Linked DNA regions of Gossypium hirsutum: all the other regions are linked to region 2. The links are chromatin contacts, called in public Hi-C maps. All regions are on one chromosome and are shown on one strand. The core of a region is the stretch at or near the end of the contact, and the rest is flanking DNA. Distances in the headings are between cores, read along the strand shown. Region 1 holds the start of LOC107933318 (cleavage stimulating factor 64). Region 2 holds the start of LOC107915768 (probable arabinosyltransferase ARAD1). Region 3 holds the start of LOC107923440 (non-specific lipid transfer protein GPI-anchored 10).

Evidence for each region. A called contact is a pair of places that touch in the nucleus more often than the background predicts.
Region 1: a contact with region 2 is called in a Hi-C map of leaf, with 2.8 times the contacts expected there. The contact joins the promoter of LOC107933318 here to the promoter of LOC107915768 in region 2. A contact is called at or near these places in 3 of 34 Hi-C or Micro-C datasets (all in leaf).
Region 3: a contact with region 2 is called in a Hi-C map of leaf, with 3 times the contacts expected there. The contact joins the promoter of LOC107923440 here to the promoter of LOC107915768 in region 2. A contact is called at or near these places in 4 of 34 Hi-C or Micro-C datasets (callus, leaf and seedling).

Annotation. Positions count from the first base shown.
Region 1 is chrA08:57,867,543-57,870,913 of Gossypium_hirsutum_v2.1, forward strand. It overlaps LOC107933318 (cleavage stimulating factor 64), which reads left to right and starts at 1,295. Exons shown (of 7, transcript XM_041074700.1): 1 at 1,295-1,526; 2 at 1,661-1,738; 3 at 2,218-2,259; 4 at 2,342-2,920; 5 at 3,007-3,105. The coding sequence starts at 1,434.
Region 2 is chrA08:57,384,798-57,388,500 of Gossypium_hirsutum_v2.1, forward strand. LOC107915768 (probable arabinosyltransferase ARAD1) reads right to left here and starts at 1,537. Exons shown (of 2, transcript XM_041074698.1): 1 at 1-1,537. The coding sequence starts at 658.
Region 3 is chrA08:57,108,213-57,111,747 of Gossypium_hirsutum_v2.1, forward strand. It overlaps LOC107923440 (non-specific lipid transfer protein GPI-anchored 10), which reads left to right and starts at 2,273. Exons shown (of 3, transcript XM_016853666.2): 1 at 2,273-2,783; 2 at 2,861-2,932; 3 at 3,050-3,326. The coding sequence starts at 2,444. The coding sequence ends at 3,210. It also overlaps the pseudogene LOC107923353.

The DNA.
Region 1 (3,371 bases), core at 45-2,544, 480 kb after region 2:
CACCAAATAAACCAAGTTTTTGTTTCTTTCACATGATTCCTAAATTGCATTTCACTCAAAACCGAATATCAATCATTCTTAATCAAATCTCGATTAGAATAACCTAATTTTGAAACTAAAATTGGATCTAACTAATCAATATAAATAACCATATCCTTAATCAAATCTAAACTTAAATTTAATTCTTTATATTCAAAACAAATTTTTTCTGTTTCTAAAATTTTACAGAATCATGTAGATTATCCATTTCCTTTTCTTTTTTGATGAATAAAATTAAGCAAATAATAAAATTGATCTAAAACTTCTTGGATATTCCTAAGCAAATTTGATAGGAAGCCGAGCATGGATGAAGCGAAGAGAGAAAGTGAGCATGAAACCAAATTGGTTTGGGTAAATTTGAGGGTAAGATTCATACCGTGGTCGTTTTAGTTATTGAGAGTGTAGAGCTCGTTTGAAGAATCCGTGAAGCAATGTAGTTTCAAGAGGACAAGAATGTTGTAGGTAAGATAGATATGGTGGTTGTGGGGGTTGGTCAGGAGGTTAAGGGAATGAGCTCGAGAAACTTTGTTGAGGGTGGACTGCTATAAGTCACGACTAGCGAGGTCTTTGAGTGAGGTGAGCTTGTGGACTAGGCCATTGAGAGATCCAAATTGGTTTGTTAAAGTGATGATGGATGATGAAGGTTTGTAATTGTGGGGTGAGAATATGCGATGTAAGTTTTATTTTCGTTTTAGCTTTCGCCTTTTTTTTCATAAACATAAAAAAGTTTTAACAAATAGAAAATATAAAAAAAATACGTTAAAAGAGATGGAGAAGGGAGGAAAACATAGGTAGGAGCAAAAGAAAATGAAAAATAAAGAAAAAAAGGAAAGTTAAAAAAACATAAAAGAAAAAAAATTAAATTGCTCAAAACAAAAAAATATGGGGATTAATTGTATAATTTAATCTAAAATTTTTGTTTGAAATGATGACTTAACGTGCCAAGTCAGCTTACAGTTACACCGTTAACAACAATTAATGACTTAGTGATTAAAATGTTACAACACGTTAACGTAAGTGACTAAAATGTAACATTTTAAAAATAAATGACTAAAATATAACATGAGGTAAATAAAAATAATTATTTTAATAGTTTACCCAAAATTTTAATATCTAACTATTCTCCCCCCCCCCCCAATTTTAATATTTAGTTTAATATTAACTTACAAGAGGTTAATTGGGTAATTTTATTTTCAAGCCTACGGCACAACTCCACCGAAATATATATTAACGGATGAAAAGAAAACGTGCGAGGAATGGAGTTGGATCCCTAATAGCGCTCTTATAAAAATGCCCAAATGCAGTTGCCGGGCTCAGGCCTTTCAAAACAGCTTTGCTATAAAAGCCCCAACACAACAATAGCCTGAAACTGCACTTCAATCTCGACATAGATAATGGCGGGAAAGCAGATCGGCGGCGAGGGCTTGCCAGCCAGCTTCGCTGGAATGTCGAAGAATCAACTTTACGAGATCATGTCCCAGATGAAGGCACTCTCACTCTCACTTTCAATTTTCTATTTCATTTCTTTTTCCTTTGTTCCAAACGCCAGTTCCTTCGCCATCAAATATAATTGGTAATTTAATTACTAGTTTTTAGTTGATCGTTTTTTGTCTATATGCAGACGCTTATAGAACAAAACCAGCAACAAGCGAAAGAGATCCTTATTCAAAACCCTCTCTTGACTAAAGCCCTATTCCAGGTTTTTCTTTTCTTCTCTATTTTCTTTTTCAGTTTTCTTTAAAGCTCTCTTCGTTTCCCTTTCCGATTTATTCTCCATTCTTTGAAAAGTTTTTATTCTGATACCGATAATAATTACACGTTGCGATTATATGTTGGTTCGAATGAATTGTCCGTTGCTATAACTGTGAGAATTGCATGAAATTTTGGTATAGTTGTTTAGAGTAGCTAGTCACTAAGAACCCGAGCAACTTGGCACTGAATACGGTTGTATTCAAGAACCTTTGTATGGTCAATTAGGTTTCTGAAGTTGCTTTTGTATTTAAGGGATGCCTGTAGTTCTTTATCTTTCTTGGTGGATTAGTTGTAATGCTGTAATAGCCCTCCTTTTGCTTTTAAATTCATGTTTTTAGATGGTGTACTGTTGAAAATCTTTTGGAGCTTCCATGCCTGAACAGGTCTTTTTTTCTTTCTTTTTTTTTTTTTTTTTTTTTACTCCAGGCTCAGATTATGGTTGGAATGGTTAAGCCCCTCAAGTGGTATGTTTTTTTTACTTATGTGAAGTTGTCTTGAAATTTTTATGTTGGGGACTGTGCCTGTGTTTTGAAACTTTGTTTGTGTTTAGATTCCTACCATTCAGCCACCTACATCGCAGCAATCTCAGTGTCAGCAATCAGCACAACCTCCTCCAATGCCAAACATCCAGCCAGCAAAATCATTGCCAAGTCAACCCGGGTTGCAGGACCAAGTGGCTCCATCTCAGACCCAACCTCCTTTAAGGAAACAGCACCAAAACCAAGCTGGGGCACATATCTCAGCTGCTGCTGTTCCTCCAGCCAGCATTCAGTCCCAACGCACGCTGTCACATTCCCTTCAGACACCACAGCAGATGAAGGGGCATCTGAATCCTCCGATGTCCCTTCCACAATCATCTCAACTGCCAAATGTACCTCCAGTTCCTCTTCACTCATCTTCACAGCCCCATCATCATCAACAAACACACATGCCAATGGCCTCTGGCCAGTTGCAGCAGTCTTTGCAGACAACTGGAATTCCTCATATGCCTCTCCAGCCACCAATGCCGCAACAGGCTAGACCACCTACACTGCCAACTTTACATCATCAGTATACCCCCCAAATGGGTCCTAATGTTGGTTTCCAGCATCCTGGTGCTCCCCAGCATCTTTCACAGCCTATATTCCATGTAAGTCAGAAGTTGAATTTTGGAAGCCTTGGGTTCTCCCTAGTAACATATTCTGCAATAATTCCTTTTATTTTTGAATTGTCCAGTCAAGTAATAAACCACCTTCTGGCCTTGGACCTTCTTTTCCACAAGGACAGCCACCACACTCAAATCAGCTGCCACCTCAACCAATGTATCAAAATCAAGTATGTGCATAATTTAGTTGTTGATTTGTATTGGTTTGACCACTTAGCAAGCATTCTTTATCTTTCGTGGCTGATTATAAAAATAAGCTCATGTTTTTTATTTATGCTTAGTGGCCATAAATTAAGTGGATAATTCTAAGCACTCCATGGTCTACCTTGCATTTAGAATAGATTCAATTACATTTTATCAGGCGCAAGGGAATATGTCAATTTAGATCTCCCTTCTGCTAGGTGATTGGTTGACTAGTTTATGCTTTGAAGTTCAA
Region 2 (3,703 bases), core at 287-2,786:
TTCCTCGAAGCTTGGAATGCCGATTGTAACTAAGAGATGCAAAGAATGGCACAAAGATTAGGTCTGCTTGGCTCGAGTTAGTGACTCTGATTGCAGCGCAAGGTCTGACCACATTCGGTATGTTCGAAGATAGAAGATCTAGGGTAAGCCAGTACTCGATGCTATGTTGCAGATTCAAACCTCCAGGGTATGACGGAATTCTACTCGGGTCGTTTACCTCAGGCCATACTTGATTCAATTTTCCTTTCCAACCCAGTAACCCAAAGTGAAATTCAGAAGGCAAGTCATACATATATACCCTTAAAAGAGCCTGATTGGTGTCACAGGACTCAATAGTTGGGTGCCGGTAAGCGCACATTTTCTTCCTGTAACCGGACTTATGACAACTAGAATCCCCACTTCTTACCAGTGTTTGAGCATCAACTTTTGAGGACTCAGTTGAGAAGAAGGGTAACTTCAGCTCATTTTTAACATTTGATTTCAAATAAACCGTGCCATTGGCAAGAATTAATTTGAAAACAGAGTGAGGTATAAGAGATGAATTGCCAAATTGCAGAAGGAACACAGAAGAAAGGATCAAAAGAAGCATGGAAATGGTTATAATACAGAAAAGAAACCTTGAGGGAAAGATGCCTTTTTCAGACATTGATGATAACATCTAGAAAAACCAAGCTATCTAATAAATTAAAAAAAAAACCAAAACGGCAACCAATAATACACTTATTGCTCTTGGTCAGCACGAAATTGGGGGCTAAGCCCGAAACCCGATTTCTTTGTTTAAAACCCTAAACGGTGAGTTGATGGAAGCTTTTTTTTTCATGAAAATTTCAAGTACCAAAAAGATCAGCTTTCTTGACACATCCTGAGCCACCAATCCGAGGAAAAATATTCCTTTCCCCTAAAGGTTTTTACAGATTATGTTCTTTATGTACTTATTAAATGCACAAAATCTCGTAACTTTCAGATTTCAGAAAAGAAAAGAAAAAAAAAAGAAAGGAAAAACCCATAAGCTTCTTCACTCTTTGGACTCCTCCTCAATAAAAAATACCATTAATCTGCAACACGCCAATAAGGGAAGAAAAAAAATTATCAAATATGAGCAGCTAAAACTTCAAAAGAAGATCCCAGAAAACAAAAATACTAAAATCTATTTAAAAGAAACCAAAAAAAAAAAGAAAGTAAACTTGCATGAAGAAAATCGGAAGTTTATCATCGGGGCATGGAAGTTAGATAATTTGCAGAAATGGGTGGCCGGCAAATTGCAAGAAAAATGAAAAAGAAAAAAGAGGTACCTTAGAGGGATGAATGAATGGTTCTTTTGGGAAACTGTGTAAAGAAACCGAGTGTAAGGGAAGGCAATGGTGTTTAACTAAAACAGTCAATTTACTACCTTTTACTTAGCAGATTTTAAGATTTGTTGCTGAAGTTAACTGCCATAATTTTACATAGTTAAGAAAATAGTGTCGTATGGTAACTACATTTGTAGCTGTCAACGACTTAGATGGAAAGAGAGAAAAAACAGAAGAGGAATCACAACACTTTCTTTGTCTGTCCTTTTTTATTTCTTTTATTATCATTTTACTATAAAGGGTAAATTTGTTACCATTTTTTAGGTCAATCTTTATTATTAATCCAACACTATACATAAGTTTTAGATTTAGTATTAATTATCTATTTTTTAAAAATAAAAATTAAATTTATTAAGTTAAAATTTACTATTAATTATATATTATGTGTAAATTATGGATTTAATTTTTATTATTTAATTTAATAATTTGTAGTAATATTGAGAAAAAAAATCAACAAATAAAAAACAGACCAAAACTAAAATATTTGGAAGATTTATAAAATACAAGTTAAAAAATTATGGTTACCTAATTAATTTTTTTTAATTTGCATTAGATCAAAAATAATTTTTCAAGACGTTTTAAAAATGACACAAAAAGATCACAATAAATCAAATTTTAAATTTTCGTACAATATAAAAAACAGTACTTTTATCTGTGCAATTTTAAATATCACGAAAAGTTTATATTTCCTTACCTTATAAGCGTAACGTTGACTAATCAAAATGTCACAAAATGTTTATTTATTTTGTGATATTTAAAAAGTTGCGAAAATTTGAACTAAAAACATCACCAAGGAAATATTTATAGTTATTTTTTAGATCTAAAGTAACTATATAATTTAAAAGCGTTACGAAGTGAGTATTTTTAGTTACCTTTATTCGTTGGATTTAAAGTAAGGATATAATTACAGTAAAAGTGACGAAATGGGGTATTTTTAGTTACTTTCATTTTTTATTTAATTATGTGACTTTTGAAATTTAAAATTTAATTTTTATATTTTAAATTTGAGACTTTGAGTCTCTATATTTCTTTATTTAAAAATTTTGGTTTCTTCATTTATTTTTTCTTTGAAGTTAACGATATCAAAAGAAAAATAATCTTTTTAGTCTTCAACATTTACAGTTTTTTTATCAATTTGGTCTTTACCCTTTAAAAGTAAATAAATTTTTTTATATTTTAGATAAAACATTTATAATTTTAAAAAAATAAAAACTATGAAAAAATAAAAACTCTTTAAAATTCAAAAAATAAAAATAAAACTGATTTTAGAAATATAAAAAAATTTAAAATTCAATGTTATCTAAATTGAACTTGTAGCACCTTGAAAATTTTCCCATATTCCATATGAGATAGTTTAGATAATTTTAACCATAGACAAGGGTGAAGCTAAAATATTTTTTTAGGGGGAGCTGAAATTAAATTATATATTTTTACAATACTAAAAATGTAATTTCACCATTTTAATATCTATATCTTTATAAAATTTAAAGGATTAAATTAATTTTTTATCAGTTTTAAGGGGCAAAGTGCAAAATTATCTTTACTAATTTAAATTTTTATAAATCTTAAAGGGGCCTAAATGAAAAAGTTTCTATTTTAAGGGGGCCAAAGCCCCTACCAGCCCCCTGGCCACGCTCCTGTCTATAGACCCAATGAGAAAATTTTATTTTTTTAATGGATCTAATTATTTTTGGGTTATTAGAAAGTCGTTAGAAATCATGTAGTCTATTCTTAGAGTTTCAGGCCTAATCAAGTAAAAATACGAGTTAAGAGGTAAAATGATAATTTTGTCCCTAAGAGTATTTTAATCGTTGGGGGCACAATTGTGATTAAATATTAGTTTTTAAATGTATGAGTGGTAATGAGATGATTTTTACGGTATTAAAAAAATCATATTTTAGCTTGAAACCTCATGTTATTGATATTTTGACCTTTGACCAATATTTATATTTTAAAGTTGGTAAAAAAAATCATCTTCCACCTCATTTTTCTTCAATTTCTTTTCCATCATTTCTACTCACTTTCTCTTCAAACCCACCAATTTTCTTTCATTTTCTTACAACATTTCTCCATAAAAACTATATGTGAATCTCGTTGCATTTCATCATTTCCACCATCTTCACCTAGGGTTTATGAGAAAAGAGGAAGAAATTATATTAGTGTGAGAAGTTGAGATTTTGCTAAGGGTTCTTCCTATTTTTGTATTTTAACATCTTATTTCATATTTATGTACCATGAATAAGTTGTTAAGCCATATAATGGATTTTAAATGTGGAGGTTATGATTTTAATTATAAGAATTTGTGATGTTTTTATAATTATTAAAGACAAAGAAGTTGTTAGAGAGGATTTTAA
Region 3 (3,535 bases), core at 1,023-3,522, 280 kb before region 2:
ACAGTTGTTTACCACTTTCTGATTAAATCTAAAATTAGCATTTAACACTAACTGTGCTAGCATCTATGATGCGAGTCTATAACGTGTCAAATCGACACATTGCAGTGTGTAGGGATGGATGGACACTGAATGTCCTTAATGGTGTGTTGGGTTGGTCGGAGATGGTGTGTAGAGGATAGAAACTAGGAAATTTTGTTATGATCTGTTCCAATATCTAATTAAGCATGTTAATAAACTGCTACCGTCAGTCTGTATTAACTGGGTATAATTGATTCATTTATATCGAGATATTGTGAGCACTGAGAACTATCTGGTACTCCGAATAAAATCACCTCGTGATCGTACGAAAGCTGAATAGTACATTTGCTATTGCGCATTGAGTTTACCACTAACTCTATTACTTTTGGCTTTCAGGTGAACCATTACACTAAATGGGATCGATGTCACGGCGGCTCGGTCAACCTTATCTTTTGCTAGGCTTAATATGAGATTATGTCACTACTATATTATGGATTTAAGACGTTTGTGAACTAAAGTTATTCTGTTGGGTATCTGGATTTAGATATTCTAACTATCTATCTTATGAGTTTGCTAAATTATTAATATGATGTTGTAATTCTCTGAACTTGGTCTGGACAACTAGACTGGGGTTAGGGTGTTACATTTTGCCACATGTCACATCATGGTTGTGACACAGGGTTGCTTTAACTGAAAAAAGTTAAGGGTAGTTAACTTTAATAGTCAACTGTTAAAGTTAATGAACAAATGATCTTTTTAATGCATATTTTAACAGTTCAAGTACCCAATTGAGTGAAAAAAATCAGGAGCTTAATTGCTTTTTTTGAAAAAGTTTGAGGGACTTTTTGATGCACTTTGAAAGTTCAAGTACTCAATTGAGTACTAAAAAAAAGTAAGAGCTTAATTGCTTTATTAGAAATAGTTTGAGGGCCTTTTAATGTATTTTGAAAGTTAAAATGTCCAATTGAGTAAAAAGAGTATGGACTTAATTACTTTTTTAAAAAAGATTTGAGAGCTTTTCACAACCTTAAACTAAATTAAATATCAAAGAAGGAAAAATGTCTATGTCCAAATCTTGAATAAAGCTGTAGGCTTTAAATGAGCCTTTTTTTAGAGGTAGTTTTTGTTAAGGGATTGTTTAATTTATTTTATTTAAATGTTTTGCATGAAAATAAAAATCTAATTGACTTGTAGGGATTTAATAATATTTTTAGAGTGTATTTAGACTGGATGAGAGATTTTGGAAGAGAAATTTTATTTCTTTTTAAAATTTAAAAGATAGATTTACTTGTTTGGAAAAAAAATAATAGAAAATTAATTTTAAAAAAATTCAAAAGGAATTTTGAATACCTCAATTTTCTTATTCAAATTTAACTTAAAGAGGTTATTTTTCAAAATCCCTTTTGGTCCCATAGTAAAATAAAAAACATTAACTTTATAATATAATTTTTATTTAATTCCAATATATATTTTTAAATTTTATATTATTTAAAATATTTATATATTTTTACAAATATAATGATATCCATATTACATCTTTTATATTATTTTTTAATATAATTATTATTTTTAATTTATTAAAGTTCATTAACCTAATTTTTTTAAAAAAAATTATTTATTCAAACAAAATAGAAACAAAAAACTAATATTTTAAAATGATGGATTTTAAAATACTAAAAGTTTTAAAAGTCTTTGGCATTTTAAAATTTTTTATCCAAATCCACCCTTAGAATTTAGATAAAAATAATAAAAATTAAAAAAAACTAAAAAGAAATTTTGAGTAACTCAAATTCTTTATTCAAATTCTACCTAAAAATATGATATTTCAAATTTCCTTTTATTTAAATATGTGGTCCCATAGTAAAATAAAAAAATTAACTTTAAAATATGATTTTTATTTAATTCTACTATATATTTTGTATTATTTAAAATATTTATATATGTTTACAAATCCAATGGTATCCATATTAAATCTAGTATATTATTTGTTTTTTATATAATTATTTTTCTTTTATAATTTTTAACCTAATTTTTATTATTCAAACAAAATAATAAGAAATACTAGTATTTTGAAATGATATATTTTCCAAAAATTTTCAAAATATCTATTATTCAGTAGTGTTTAATAATAGTAGAGAATTGAAGATCTGCTTTGAGAAAATGAATAAAAAATTCCAAATCGTGCAAATTTCTTTTTTAAGACCTAATATAAACAGCATGAACTTCTAAATAGTGGTGTCATATAATTTGAGTTGAACAGAACAGATTTATCTCACAGGGAGAGGGAGACAACAACATGTGCATGTTAGAATAACACACACCATGCATGTAAACTACTCACACTCAAACCATGTGTTTACATCTTATATAGGTACCTGGTGAACCCTAGTTTCTGCACAAACCGAGAAACTTTACAGCTTACACCATGACTGCTCTTGCCTTTACACCTATTCTCATGCTGTTGCTCTTGGTTGCCAGTCTTCCCACTTCCCTTTCTCAGGACCCTATCACCCCAGGACCAACCGTATCCGACTGTAGCCCACGTCTGGTGGCTTTCATGCCATGTGCACCATTTGTGCAAGGCAATGCTCCGAGACCAGCGCAGTCCTGCTGTGACAATCTCAATCAGCTCTATGGACTGCAGCCTGGTTGTCTTTGTCTCCTCCTCAAAGACACCACTTTAAGTGCTTTTCCCATAAACAGGACTCTTGCACTGCAGTTACCTGTTCTTTGCAGGCTCCAAGCTAACAGCTCTTCTTGCTCAGGTACCATTCAGATCTTCGAATTAATTATCTTGCATTCACGCCGATATCTGACTAATTGGCTTGATATTTTCTTTAAGGGTTGCCTTACCCTTCGGGTTCATCTGGTTCTCAAGTTTCTCTAGGGACAAATCATAACTCTTCTGTCGCTGGTAATCAAATTATTTTAAAAGGCTTGCCTTTTCTTTTTAAGACCAGATGGGTGAATAAATTTTCTATTAAATGGATCATCATCATATTATAAGTTAAAGTTTTGCTTGTTTCCCCAGCTTCTTCTCCCATGGGGAACCCAAATGTTCCAATGGCACCAAGACCAAGCATCATGGGGTTGGGGTTTGGCCGGAGCAAGGCTGGAAGATTGAAGGCAGAAGGCCTCTTAGCAATGGTGGCTGCTGCTGTTATTCTGTTTTCAAGACTCGCGCTTCCATAGTTTTGACTTTGGTTAACAAAGTGTTGTTTCTTAGGTGTATTTATAGTTTTGAGCAAGTTATTTATTGGAACAAAGTTTATCTATTTGGGAATGAAACATATGCTTGCAATGGTTAATGTTTGTTTCATCCAAGCACAACCAAACCATTGTGGCAATCTCTATAAATTCATATAATAATAACATAATTAAACCAAAAATTAAGCCTATTAAGCTTTAAAAAAACAGATGGAAGCAACCGTCAACTTTAACGTATGATATTATCTCAAATTATAAAGTTATACATTACATGCAGTAGATTACAAATCCAGGCAAAGCCCGTAATAAA